Regions from separate parts of the Mus musculus genome. Here all the other regions are linked to region 2. Evidence: chromatin contacts called from public HiChIP or PLAC-seq and promoter capture Hi-C data. All regions are on one chromosome and are shown on one strand. Each heading gives the region's core, a stretch centred on a gene start, on an enhancer-like site or on the middle of the called end of the contact. The rest is flanking DNA. Distances are from core to core; before and after follow the strand shown.

Region 1 (3,850 bases), core at 161-2,660, 2.0 Mb after region 2:
GGACATGCCCGGGCAGGCCCATCGCCTCTCTAGCTCCCACCCCTCTGACCTAAGTTAAATGTTACAGGCCGCTGATGTTTAAATGGACCAATCATGTGAAACCGCGCCAATTCCTCCCCCAGCCCCACTCCTTTTCTATAAAAACCCCTAGCTTCCAAGCCTCGTGGTTGAATCCACTGTCTCCTGTTATGTGAGATACGTTTCGACCCGGAGCTCTGCCATTAAAAAAACCTCTTGATGTTACATCAAGGTGTTGTGTTCTATTCGTGATTCTTGGGTGCACGCCGAATCGGGAGCTGAGTGGGGGTTTCCCCACTGAGTTCTTTCATTAGCTTTTAATTAATCCCAGAGAAATTTTTTATTTTTTTAAGATGTTTTAAGACCCTGACCCTCAGTCAGTAGTGCTTACTTCGAGATCCCCCCACCACCTCCCAATGAGACACCAAGACGAGACTCAGGTGGATGTAAAAGCAAGAGGTTTATTTTCCAGTGCATCGGAGTCAACCTTCAATTAGTCCCTCAAGGGGAGTGACTAGGGATATGTTTGGTGGGGGCACGGTATGGTTCAGGGAAGTGGGGCCTCTGCAGGCCCGTGCTGAGGCATCCCTTCCCACTGAGGGACCAGCCACAGCCCAGTATAGTATAGAATAGAGCTTATTCAGGGCATAGGGAGAGGAGTTGAGGGAGTAGTAGAGACAGAGAAAGGCAGAGGGGAGAAGGAGGGAGGGAGGGAGAAAGGAAGGAGAAGAGGCTGGCCATAAACTTGTGGATAGAGGGAGGAGGAGAATGGGGAGAGAAGGGACAGAGCGGGAAGACCTTAAGAGATCAAGAGAAGAGAGTGAAGAGGGGGCAAGCAGCCCCTTTTATAATGAATAGGGCATACATGGCTGTTGCCAGGTAACTGGGGTGGAGCCTAGAAGAAATGCTAACACCACCTGTTGCTACAAAATGTGAGAAAGGGGGCCTTGGATTGCCTATTTTCTTGTTACTTTTTGTGGTCTCTTTAAGAGAAGCTCCTTGGAAATTTTGTCCAGCATGGACCTTTTCGATGTGGATGTTATTTTTGAGCTATTTTAGACCACTGCCATGAGGGACAAGCTATTGCTTTGTTATTGCTAACTGCTGCTGCTGCTGCTCTGAACAGGGTAGCTGGAGGTGACCTCAAACCACATGTTGTTACTGACCATAAAGTCTAACTTTTTAAGGTGATGTTCACACCAATACTCAAAAGCAGATGGCCCCAGGAGCATTACATCTGGTAGAGGCTTTGCTAGTAAATCAATTCAGAAACTAAAGTGTAGGTCCGACGGGAAAAAAAAAAGGCCCCAAAGCCCTTGGGAAATGACCCTTCTGGTGTTCCAGAGAGCTGCACTGGAGAAGGACTCTATTTTGTGGACAGGCTCTCCTCTCTTCCGTTCTTTGTGGACTGAGCAATGGAAGACTGGACTGAGGCAAGCCGGCTGTGGAACAATGGGTGGGTTTGATAAATGCAGAAGCTGGCTACCTACCAAGACCTGGAAGAAAATTAGACCAGCTACTTAAGAGTCCTAGCGAACAGGACAAATCCACGCACAACCTCCCAAGAAACAAGACTTAAACAAGCAGAGGGCTGCTTTTCCCCAAGAAGTGGGACCCTGCTGAAAAGAGTGAGTGATTTGGAAATAAAGTTGGATTTCTCTTGGAGCCAGGAGGGCACTGTGGTCCCTCGGGAAAGTTTAAATTTCTTCCCGAGAAGGAGGAATGAGTCATTTATTTCACAGTTCCAGCACATGCAAAACACTGGCAGGCACCATTTACCATGACAAAAGGCAGAAAATACCAGGCTAATTACAGCCCCTAGAGAGAGCAAGGGCCAGCTCTTCCCTGCCTTTACCATTGTGAGTCACACTGTGAACCTATGGCTGTGGTCAATGTGGGGAGCAGCAAGGCAGCCCCAGACACTGCATCTGGGGTCCTCAATAGAGGAGCTAAAGAAAGGACCCAAGGAGCTAAAGGGGTTTGCAAACCCATAGGAGGAACAACAATATGAACCAACCAGTACCCCCAGAGCTCCCAGGGACTAAACCACCAACCAAATAGTACACATGGAGGGACCCATGGCTCCAGATGAATATGGAGCAGAACATGGCCTTGTTGGATATAAATGGGAAGAGAGGCCCTTGGTCCTGAGAAGGTCCGATGTCCCAGTGTAGGGGAATGCCAGGACAGGGAAGCGGGAGTGGGTGGGTTGGTGCGCAGGAGAAGGGGGGATGGGAAAGGGAGTTTTTGGAGGGGAAGTTGGGAAAGGGGGAAACATTTGAAATGTAAATAAAGAAAATATCCAAAAGAAAGAAAGAAAGAAAGAAAAAGAGAGAGAGAGAGAGAGAGAGAAAGGAGGAGGAGGAGGAGGAGGAGGAGGAGGAGGAGGAGGAGGAGGAGGAGGAGGAGAAGGAGAAGGAGAAGGAGAAGGAGAAGGAGAAGGAGAAGGAGAAGGAGAAGGAGAAGGAGAAGGAGAAGGAGAAGGAGAAGGAGAAGGAGAAGGAGAAGGAGAAGGAGAAGGAGAAGGAGAAGGAGAAGGAGAAGGAGAAGGAGAAGGAGAAGGAGAAGGAGAAGGAGAAGGAGAAGGAGAAGGAGAAGAAGAAGAAGAAGAAGAAGAAGAAGAAGAAGAAGAAGAAGAAGAAGAAGAAGAAGAAGAAGAAGAAGAAGAAGAAGAAAGAAGAGGAAGAAAAGGAAAAAAAAGGACGAACCATCTGGCCATCCCAAGGTCAAAATGTGACCCAAAGTAATCTCACTCAAAGCATCCTTTCCCCTTTAGCTTTCCATTCCTGAACAGAAATACAACAGTGGTTTTCACCACCTTACATCCATGTAAGCGAGGGCACAGTGAAACCATGGGACTGGACCCTTCAGTAGGTAGGAAGGAAGGTTTAGTGCGATCAAACTGCTCTATGAGGCAGGGGAGGGGGAGGATTCAGACTGACAGGAACTAGAAGCTCTTGCCTTTGTGGGAGGATTAAGGTAAAGTCCTGGCAAACAGAAACCCGCCATTGTAAGCTACTGTTTACCCAACCAGAGTTGTTCTGTTTAGGACATCTTCACTAGCACTGCCATTTTGGGAAGTCACTTTGGATCTAACAATCCATGATTCTTCTAGTCTGGCTGGGATATGTCTAAAGACAATTTAGTATTGTCTCCTCTTCTAGTCACTTTACAGAGAATAGCTTGGAACTCGGGGGTCTAAATTACCTTCTGTAGCTGGGAATTCTCTTCTGGGTTCCCAATGCATTTTTCCTATATCCATCTATAAGGCCACCTCCCTCACCTGCAGGCAAGATGTGTCAGCTCAATGTAGGACAGTTGGGCATATTCTCAACCCACCCTACAATCAATCTCTCTCTCTCTCTCTCTCTCTCTCTCTCTCTCTCTCTCTCTCTCTCTCTCTCACACACACACACACACACACACACACACACACACACACACACACACACACACCACTATCATCTAACCTCTCACCACACTGAAGAACAAGGCACCATCCTGGTTTCTTGCCCTGAACCTGTTCTTTAAGACCTAACATTTATAACACTTTCAATCTCTAAAACCTGTTGTTAGAAAGCAAGAAATGCCCAGTAAGGGAAAACTCCTGATTAAAAGAATGAAATGTCTGCCCTGGGTGAAGACCTAACATTCCAGTTGGGTGGGCTAATCCAGTGACCAAAAATCCACCTCTCAGGAAGTAAGAACCGCCCCAAGGAAGGCAGGCTCACTTTAAGTGATGCTAAAGAAATCGGTGGGATAACTATTCCTTTAATAAAATACTATAATTTCCTTCCCAGAAATCCCTCCTCCTACCAAAGTTCCTACAGGA
Region 2 (4,101 bases), core at 419-2,918:
ACCTTTCTGGTACTTCCCAGGACTAACTTCTTAGACATGGTGTGTGGCACATCCCACAGTATACTGGGCCTTTCCAAATCAGTCTTTAGCCAAGAAAATGTCGCCCCGGCCCATACTTGTTTACAGGTCAATATGATGGAGACATCTTCTTAGTTAAGGTTCACCCTTCCAATTGAATCTAGTTTGTGCCAAGTTGGCCAACAAACAAACAAACAAAACCAACCAGTATACTTTCAAAAGTAGTTTAGAAGTGTCCCTCTGTGTAGCCCAGGCTAGCCTCGAACTCATTAGCCTTCTATCTCACTCTACTTGAGTGCTGGGATTGTAGGCATGCCTCAAAACAACCGGGTCCAACTTCTTATTACTTTAATAATAATAATAATAATAATAATAATAATAATAATAATAATAAAACCCCTTCAAATTTGAGATTCCTGTTAGAGTAAAGCACATTCTTTAGGCCTGGGTACGGGAACTGCTTAGCACAATGCCTGTGGATTTAATACTCAGCACTATAGACAGCAAATATTATAAGGTCATTTCTCAGCTGCACAAATTTTGTTTTCCTAAGGATCAGTCACACACTTTCTGACTGTCCACCTTTCAGCCTCAGGAACGACCGATGAGTCTGTATTGAGAGAGCTTACAGTAACTAATTTGGGTAAATAAATGCAGTATTACTGTTGTTCTTTTCTCCAGCCATTGTGCACCACATTGTCCCAAGGTCAGGTCAGTGTCACAGTGCCACAGTGGCTTTGTCCAAAAAAAAAAAAAAAAAAAAAAGCAAGCAAACAAACAAAAACCAATAACCAATAATTCCACTCCCCCAAAGAAACCAAGACAGCTCACTTCAAGCCAGGCAGTGCATTCCTTTAATCCCAGCACTACTCAGGAGACTGAGATAGAAGGATAAAGAGTTGAGGACCAGCCTGGGCTACATAGTGAGATACTATATAAAATAAAGGCAAGGGCATTCTGAGTTGGAGGCCAGCTACAGAGAGGGCTTCAGAACAGCCAGGGCTACATTGTCATGAAACCCTGTCTCAAGAAACTGTCTCAAAACTCCCAACTCAACCAACCAACCAAATAAAAAATTGAAATCAATCTCAGATGCTGTTTTTCTCCACTTAGCCGTGGCTAACATACCTGTTATGATCTGAATATGTACACTGATAGTATTTGGAACTGGGTGCCCCTACATTTGCATGAGAGGTCGAATCTCATTAGTGAGGTCTGACTTAGTCACCAAGGTATCCCAGCCCCATGGTCACCGGGAAGTTGCAGCAGACAAGCCAGTCTAAGACACTGAGACCAAAGCAATCCCCTGCTGGGAGCCTTGGTTTAACAAAATTGGGAATTGACTTTGTGCTTCATTCCTCCTGGCTCGTGAGCGTAGTCTCCTATGACTTAAAAGGACATCAGTACCCTTCCTTTCAAGAGGGGCTCTTATAGAGTACTTTCCAGAATTTCCAGGACCTGATGCGTTCCTGAGCCAATAGCCGGGAGAGGTACCAATAAGGGGCTGTCCAAAGTGTTTTGAAGCCGGGACCGCTAGCTTTTAAACACCGCATCCACGAAAACGTGGATCTAGGATCTCGCAGGCTGACTTCGGCGGGATGATCCGGGAGCTGCGCCTGCCATTCCATCGAGTCTTCTCCGGGTCTTCGCAAGAGCTCAGGCGCGTAAATAGAAAGTGAGGACTCTGGGGAGTGGGTAGAGCGTCCCGCATCCCCCCGAGGATTGTTGGAGGATTGTTGAGGTACAGTGCTGGGGACTTGTTTTGCTGCCCTGATGCCTAAGGTGAGTCTCCTGCTGCCGGTGGAGACTGGGGCGCTGTGCAGAAGCGGAGTGTAAGACGAGACACTTTGCTGGGCCCTGGCGGAGCATCTGACTCCGCTGGGAGGAGGTGGGGGTGGGATCCTAGAAACCCTAAGCACGGCTTTCTGGAACCAGAAACTGGGGCGCAAGCCTATCTGGCCGCTGAGAGCACAGCAGGGAGCACGTGGTCCCGGAGCCCTGGGCTCGTGGAACCGGGAGGAGCGCGGTACCCCGAGGGTCTGATTTAGCGCAGAGCTGGGGCAGCAACTCTGCTTCCTTCCCAAGGCCCCAGGCAAAAGTCTCAAGGCCCTGCTGTGCTGAGAATTGCGGCTCGCACCTGGGTGCTGCTCCCTTGAAACACTTGTTGATTGAACTTGTGCCCAGCGAGTAGCAGTTTTGACTTTCCTGAGGTGGATACATTGTGCATTTAGTAGATACTTTGGAAGAGACTCCGGAAGAACGGGTTTTGATTATCCACACACAAGTCTTAGGCTTTTTGCACCCAATTAGGATACTCAAAATACGACTCATTTCGTATTACAAGATACAGATATTGTGATTTTAAAATGACATTTGATTGGGATTTTCCAGGATTCATTAACTGATAGGACATCTTACAGAAAATGTCTTTTTCTTAACATAACAGCTCTAATAGATTACCTCCTAAGCACTGATATGATGCCCTGAAACAGCGCTTAGAATAATTGATGAAGACTGACTTGTTTTGTGCAGTGCATCCAACTCGGATAGGTTCAATTTGGAATAAGGCTAGCTGATGCTCAGGACCGTAATGCCTTCAAATTCAGCCTTCCTTCCTTCAGATGAGATGCACCACTTCTCGCACGGGCTTGCTGAAGAGATTATACTACAAACTAGAATCTTGCTTCCCTTTGCTCCATGATACTCTCAGATGGCGTTCTTTTCAGGTAGGGCCTGACTTGGTTTCTGCATCGAATAATCAACCCCATTGTTGAACACTGAGTGTTCCAGCTAGCAACAAACGGAATACTCAGTTTCAGGGTTAGAGCTGCCTCTCAAATGCTTTCCAAGATGTCTGTAGTGCTCCACTGCTGTTAGGTCTCAAACCTGTGATAAAGGACTAACAGAGGTCCCTATTAACATATCAAAGTGTAGCTTGGCAGTCATGTTCTCCCAGCATCTCTCAGTCCCTACAAGTTACAGGGTCCTCCTGGCTGGCATACCCAGCCTTCTACCCTAAACTTCTCCGGTGAGCAGTCCTTCCCTCCGTTGCTCTGCCCTATATAACTCTGTCATTTTGGCTATGACAGCGCCCCCCCCACCATTTTTGGCTCTTGGTCTCCTGGCCCTCCCTTTTCTTGCTTCCCCACCCCCTCCCGTGGCCTGCCTCAGTCTACTGGTCATATCCACTCTGGACTCTCTCAGCTGTCCCTGCCTTGGGCTATGCTCTCCCTCATATCTACTGTGCACACTATCACCTCTCCAGTAAACCTTCTCCTCCACCATACTTCTTCCTGTCTGTCTCTCTGTCTCTCTGTCTTTCTCTCCTTCCTTTCTCTCTCTCTCTCTCTCTCTCTCTCTCTTTCTTTCTTTCTTTCTTTCTTTTCTTTCTTTCTTTCTTTCTTTCTTTCTTTCTTTCTTTCTTTCTTTCTTTCTTTCTTTCCTTCCTTCCTTCTTTCTTCCGTTCTCTCGTTCTTTCTTATTCAATGGCCTGTATTTCTAGCGCTCATTCTGGAAACCAAGGCAAGAGAAGGTGATTTAGAGGCCAGCTTAGGCTATGTAGCCAGACCCTGCCTTAGAAAAGAAAAAAGCAGCAAAATAGAAAACAGAAACCTGTCTTTTGCTTCTAAGCCAAAGGCAATGCATCAAATGACCAAAAAGGTGTGTCAAAATTCTGAGGTTGTAATAACTCATCTGCTGGCTTCCTGCTAGATGGCAGTGTCTAACAGTGAACCAGAGCCTCCATTGGTACTGCGTTACTGCTCATCCTGCATTCTTCAAGGACAAAAATAAAGCAGCTTTCATGTGTTTTTCTTATAAACAGCATTCAGAAAACCCTTCCTTAGGATCATACTTAGGAAATAACGGAAAAGATGATAATTTGGCCAATGTTACTCATGTATATATAAATCTGGCATAGCACAAAAACCTTCCCAGACTATATTTAAGTGCTTTTATATGTAGGTGGGATTGTCCCAAGAAACACAGCATTTTACTCTCATCATTCTACACCAGACACCCTCTCCGATGAGTTCATGTTTGTACACTTGGTCCCTAGCTGGTGGCGCTGTGTGGGGAAGTTGT
Region 3 (3,916 bases), core at 212-2,711, 2.2 Mb after region 2:
CTTCCTTCACAGTGAGGACCTATTGGGAATTGTACCTCCCAACACCCACTGGCCCTCACCCGTCTTTCTTTCATTTTCACTTTGTCAATACTGCACTTGGCATTTTGTGTATCTCTTTCCGCTAAATTGTGAGCTCAAAAATGGGTAAATTTTCTGTTTCATTCATTTTGTTATCTCAGCAGCGCTCAACAATTATATGCTGAATTAGCAGAGCTGGGATGCCATTCAATTGAAGAGCGCTGTATCAAGCAGGTGAGTGGTCCCAGTCTGGGGTTCCATCCTCAAAGCAAGAGGAGACACAGGGGACAACTAGTATACAACGACATCGAGTACCAAACTGCCCTATACGCCGCAGGCTTTGCATACAATCTCTAATAAAAGATCAAGAGGGCATGACAGGGTAGGCCGTACTCTCTTGAGTTCGAGGACAGCCTGGGCTAAAAGTGTGAGGGGCTACAGAAGAGAAGCCGGGTCTCAATAAAACCAAAGGGAAAAATAAGGCTGAAATTTGTTATTTGGGGACTCTGGATTAGCATCCTAAAGAGTTTTTTGCTCTCCAGGTTTTTACATATCAGGTCTATGGGAGAACGAGTCATATTCAACAAGACCAAATGCTCATTAGTACAATGACTTAACCTTAAGAGGTCCAAAACAATTTGCTCAGTAGTGGAAAGTCGGTTGCCTCCCCGGACTCAGTTACCTCTGCCTCCGAAGCGCTATAAACAGCAGCTGGGGCGGAAGAGGCGGGAAAGCCCACTGACGGGACCAGAGGAGGCCTGTGGCTCCGAGGCCCCTTTCCAGGGGATCTGAAGGAGAAAGGAGGCAAGGCTCCCTTTCCAAGAATCTCCCCAACACAACCCCAAGAGAAAGCCTCGTGGGAGAGAGAAACAAGCGTCCGAGATGCGTAGATATAGCCCAGGGTACGCAAAGGGGAGAGGCAAAAGCGGGGAAGGCACGTTACCCTGAGAAGAGCCAGATCTAAGGGTCTTCTCCTCCAGCAGGATGATTTATGGAGGACTGAGAACCAAAGCCCAGGACCCAGGCATCGAGAGAGGCCTCACATTTACTAACTTTATACCAACGGGCGCCTCGGTGCACTTCTGGTCTGGCGACTGCCCTTCCCTGCACTCCGCCCGCGGCCCCGCCCAACCTCTCCCAGCCGCGCCGCCCTCCCACCCACCGCAGCCACCCCGCGCAGCACGCATGCTCAGAGCTGACGGCCGCTGGGCACGCTGGGAAATGTAGTCTCAACGCAGGTGCGGGTGAGTCGCGGGAAATCACAACCCTCCCGCCACCTCTCCTGCCGGCTCTCTCGCACGCCGGGTCCCCGCGCGCTGTCTGCCGTCAGGGCGCGCCCGGAGGCAGAGCCCGAGTCCCCCGTCTTTCCGCTAGCGCGGCTGGGGAGGCGGGGTCCCAAGCCCGGCCCCTCAGGCAGCTCCCCGCCTCCCTCCCGCCCTCCCCGCGGCGTCGGGCCGGTGCCCGAATCCAGGCAGCGGCCGCAGGAGGCGCGGCGGCGGCGGTGGGCGCCGCAGGCGATGCCCCTGCCCCGCTGCTCCGGCGGGGGGCAGAGCGCGCGGCGGCGGCGGCGGCGGCGGGGAAGGAGGCGGGGGGCGGCGGCGGAGGGGCCGAGAGCTGGCGGCGGCGGCGGCGGTGGTCGTGAAGGGCATCGGTGACGGAGATGATGTGAGTGTCGGCTGGCTGGGACCCCCGGGGCTGCCGAGCCGGAGCTGGGCGGCTGGCAGCGTACGGGAATCGGAGCGGGAGGCCTGGGGCGGCAGAGGGGATGCTGTGTGCGCGGTGCGGAGCCGGCCGAGGCCGGAGCGCGAGAGCCGGGCCAGAGTAGGGGTTCCGGGCGGCGGCAGCGGGGGCAGTGCGGACCCAGGGGCGTCTGCGATTGTTCTCAACACCCCTCCCCCATCCCACCCCGTGTGTCTGTTTGTCACTTGCAGCTGAAGATGGAAAGAGCCAGGCGAAGGGGAGGCGGCGGCAGCGGCGGCGGCCGTGGCCGCGGAGGCAAGAATGTAGGGGGCCCTGGCCTAAGCAAGAGTAGACTCTATCCCCAGGCCCAGCATTCTCACTACCCCCACTACTCCGCGTCAGCCACCCCTAATCAGTCTGGGGGCACATCCGAAATCCAGGAGCTAGCCTCCAAACGTGTGGACATCCAGAAAAAGAGGTTTTACCTAGACGTGAAGCAGAGCTCCCGGGGCCGCTTCCTAAAGATAGCCGAAGTCTGGATAGGGAGAGGCCGGCAGGACAATATCAGAAAGAGTAAACTGACCCTCTCCCTGTCGGTAGCAGCAGAGCTGAAGGACTGTCTAGGCGACTTCATCGAGCACTATGCCCATCTGGGCCTGAAAGGCCACAGACAGGAGCATGGCCAGAGCAAAGAGCAAGTCTCCAGGAGGCGGCAGAAGCACTCTGCACCCTCCCCACCGGTGTCAGTGGGGTCAGAAGAGCATCCTCACAGTGTCCTCAAAACGGACTATATAGAGAGGGACAATAGGAAATACTACCTGGACCTAAAGGAAAACCAACGAGGTCGCTTCCTAAGGATTAGACAAACCATGATGCGGGGCACTGGCATGATCGGTTACTTTGGCCACAGTTTGGGCCAGGATCAGACTATTGTCCTCCCAGCACAAGGTATGATTGAATTTCGTGATGCCTTGGTTCAGCTGATTGAAGACTACGGCGAAGGAGACATAGAAGAACGAAGGTGTGGAGACGACGACCCACTTGAACTCCCAGAGGGGACCTCTTTCAGAGTGGACAATAAAAGGTTCTACTTTGATGTGGGCTCTAATAAATATGGAATTTTCCTGAAGGTAAGTGAGGTGAGACCGCCTTACCGTAATACTATTACTGTTCCGTTCAAAGCTTGGACAAGGTTTGGGGAGAATTTTATCAAGTATGAAGAAGAGATGAGGAAAATTTGCAACAGCCATAAGGAAAAGAGAATGGATGGCCGTCGGGCCAGTGGTGAAGAACAAGAATGCCTGGACTAGCGTGAAATTGAACTCCAGCAGGCAGAATTTAGAAATCAGTAATTGGCTAAACGTACTGATCCGTAATCATGATCATTTGAAGAAGTTTCTCCTCTTTTGGGCCCTCTGTTATTAGTAATACCTCTAATAGTTTATACTTAAAAGGAGTCTGATTCTCATGTTATGTTATACATAGATCACTATAATTCTCATGGGAATTCCAACCTCCCCAGAGCCAAATAGTTTAGCTGCTTCAACTGCTCCAGACTATTGAAGTATGCAGATCAGCACAGAGTGTGACATTCTGACCTTTAATCACGATAACTTAAGATTTACATTGCACTATGACAGAATCTTGAAAATGATGATACATAGACTTAATACAAAAGTGTGAATTTCTATTTAACAAATCCCACCCCCAAAGAAAGTCCCATACTTTGTTAAAAGTTCGTACTTTGTTAAAAAGTTGCAAAGTTTACCTGTAGGACCATTACCACAGAAACAGAGATTGACCTCAAGTGTAGTATATTTCTTTATGAAAGTACTAGTAGGAATATATTCTCATTGGGTAACTGAGTATTAACTAGTACCACTAAAATACAAATATTATTAGACAATTAGACCTTTGAAATACAATGTCATATTCCTTAGCAGTTACTACTATATACAGAATTCTATAATTTCAAATTTTGTGGTAACCCTACAGTTTTAGTTGCCATATCAAAGCCACGGAAGAGTTTTAATTCATTATTCTAGCTAATTGCAATCTAATCTTCTGTTTCCTATTCTATATATTTCATTGACTTTCCAAAGTTTTGGAAATTATGCTTATGTCACTGTTGTGAGGGAGGCTTCACCCAGTGGCTTTGTTATGGAAATTTTGATGTTTTAAAACAGCCTTTCATGATAATTTGGAATTGTTTTTCCTT

Evidence for each region. Promoter capture Hi-C pulls out the DNA fragments that hold promoters and counts their contacts. HiChIP or PLAC-seq counts read pairs in DNA pulled down with a chosen protein or histone mark.
Region 1: a contact with region 2 is called in a promoter capture Hi-C map of stem cell-derived epiblast-like cells, with 4 times the contacts expected there. The contact joins the enhancer-like site here to the promoter of Fut10 in region 2. A contact is called at or near these places in 5 of 39 promoter capture datasets (the 3T3-L1 cell line, hippocampal neurons, liver and 1 more) and 1 of 115 datasets of contacts at active chromatin or transcription factors (large pre-B cells).
Region 3: an H3K4me3 HiChIP or PLAC-seq map of embryonic forebrain shows a contact between it and region 2, with 13 times the contacts expected there. The contact joins the promoter of Purg here to the promoter of Fut10 in region 2. A contact is called at or near these places in 2 of 39 promoter capture datasets (hippocampal neurons and stem cell-derived epiblast-like cells) and 2 of 115 datasets of contacts at active chromatin or transcription factors (astrocytes and embryonic forebrain).

What each region holds. Positions count from the first base shown.
Region 1 is chr8:33,197,626-33,201,475 of GRCm38.p6, forward strand. No RefSeq gene overlaps it. Among named protein-coding and RNA genes, the nearest start is that of Gm33281, 50 kb to the left of the region's middle. Within about 2 kb of position 1,411, at least 51 of the 459 cell types and tissues checked have an H3K27ac peak or open chromatin away from gene starts, as enhancers often do. A contact at or near this core is called in stem cell-derived epiblast-like cells, where this site is marked.
Region 2 is chr8:31,185,663-31,189,763 of GRCm38.p6, forward strand. It overlaps Fut10 (fucosyltransferase 10), which reads left to right and starts at 1,669. Exons shown (of 5, transcript NM_001012517.5): 1 at 1,669-1,800.
Region 3 is chr8:33,384,381-33,388,296 of GRCm38.p6, forward strand. It overlaps Purg (purine-rich element binding protein G), which reads left to right and starts at 1,462. Exons shown (of 2, transcript NM_001382855.1): 1 at 1,462-1,683; 2 at 1,950-3,916. The coding sequence starts at 1,956. The coding sequence ends at 3,008. It overlaps Wrn (Werner syndrome RecQ like helicase), which reads right to left and starts at 1,147. Exons shown (of 34, transcript NM_011721.4): 1 at 962-1,147.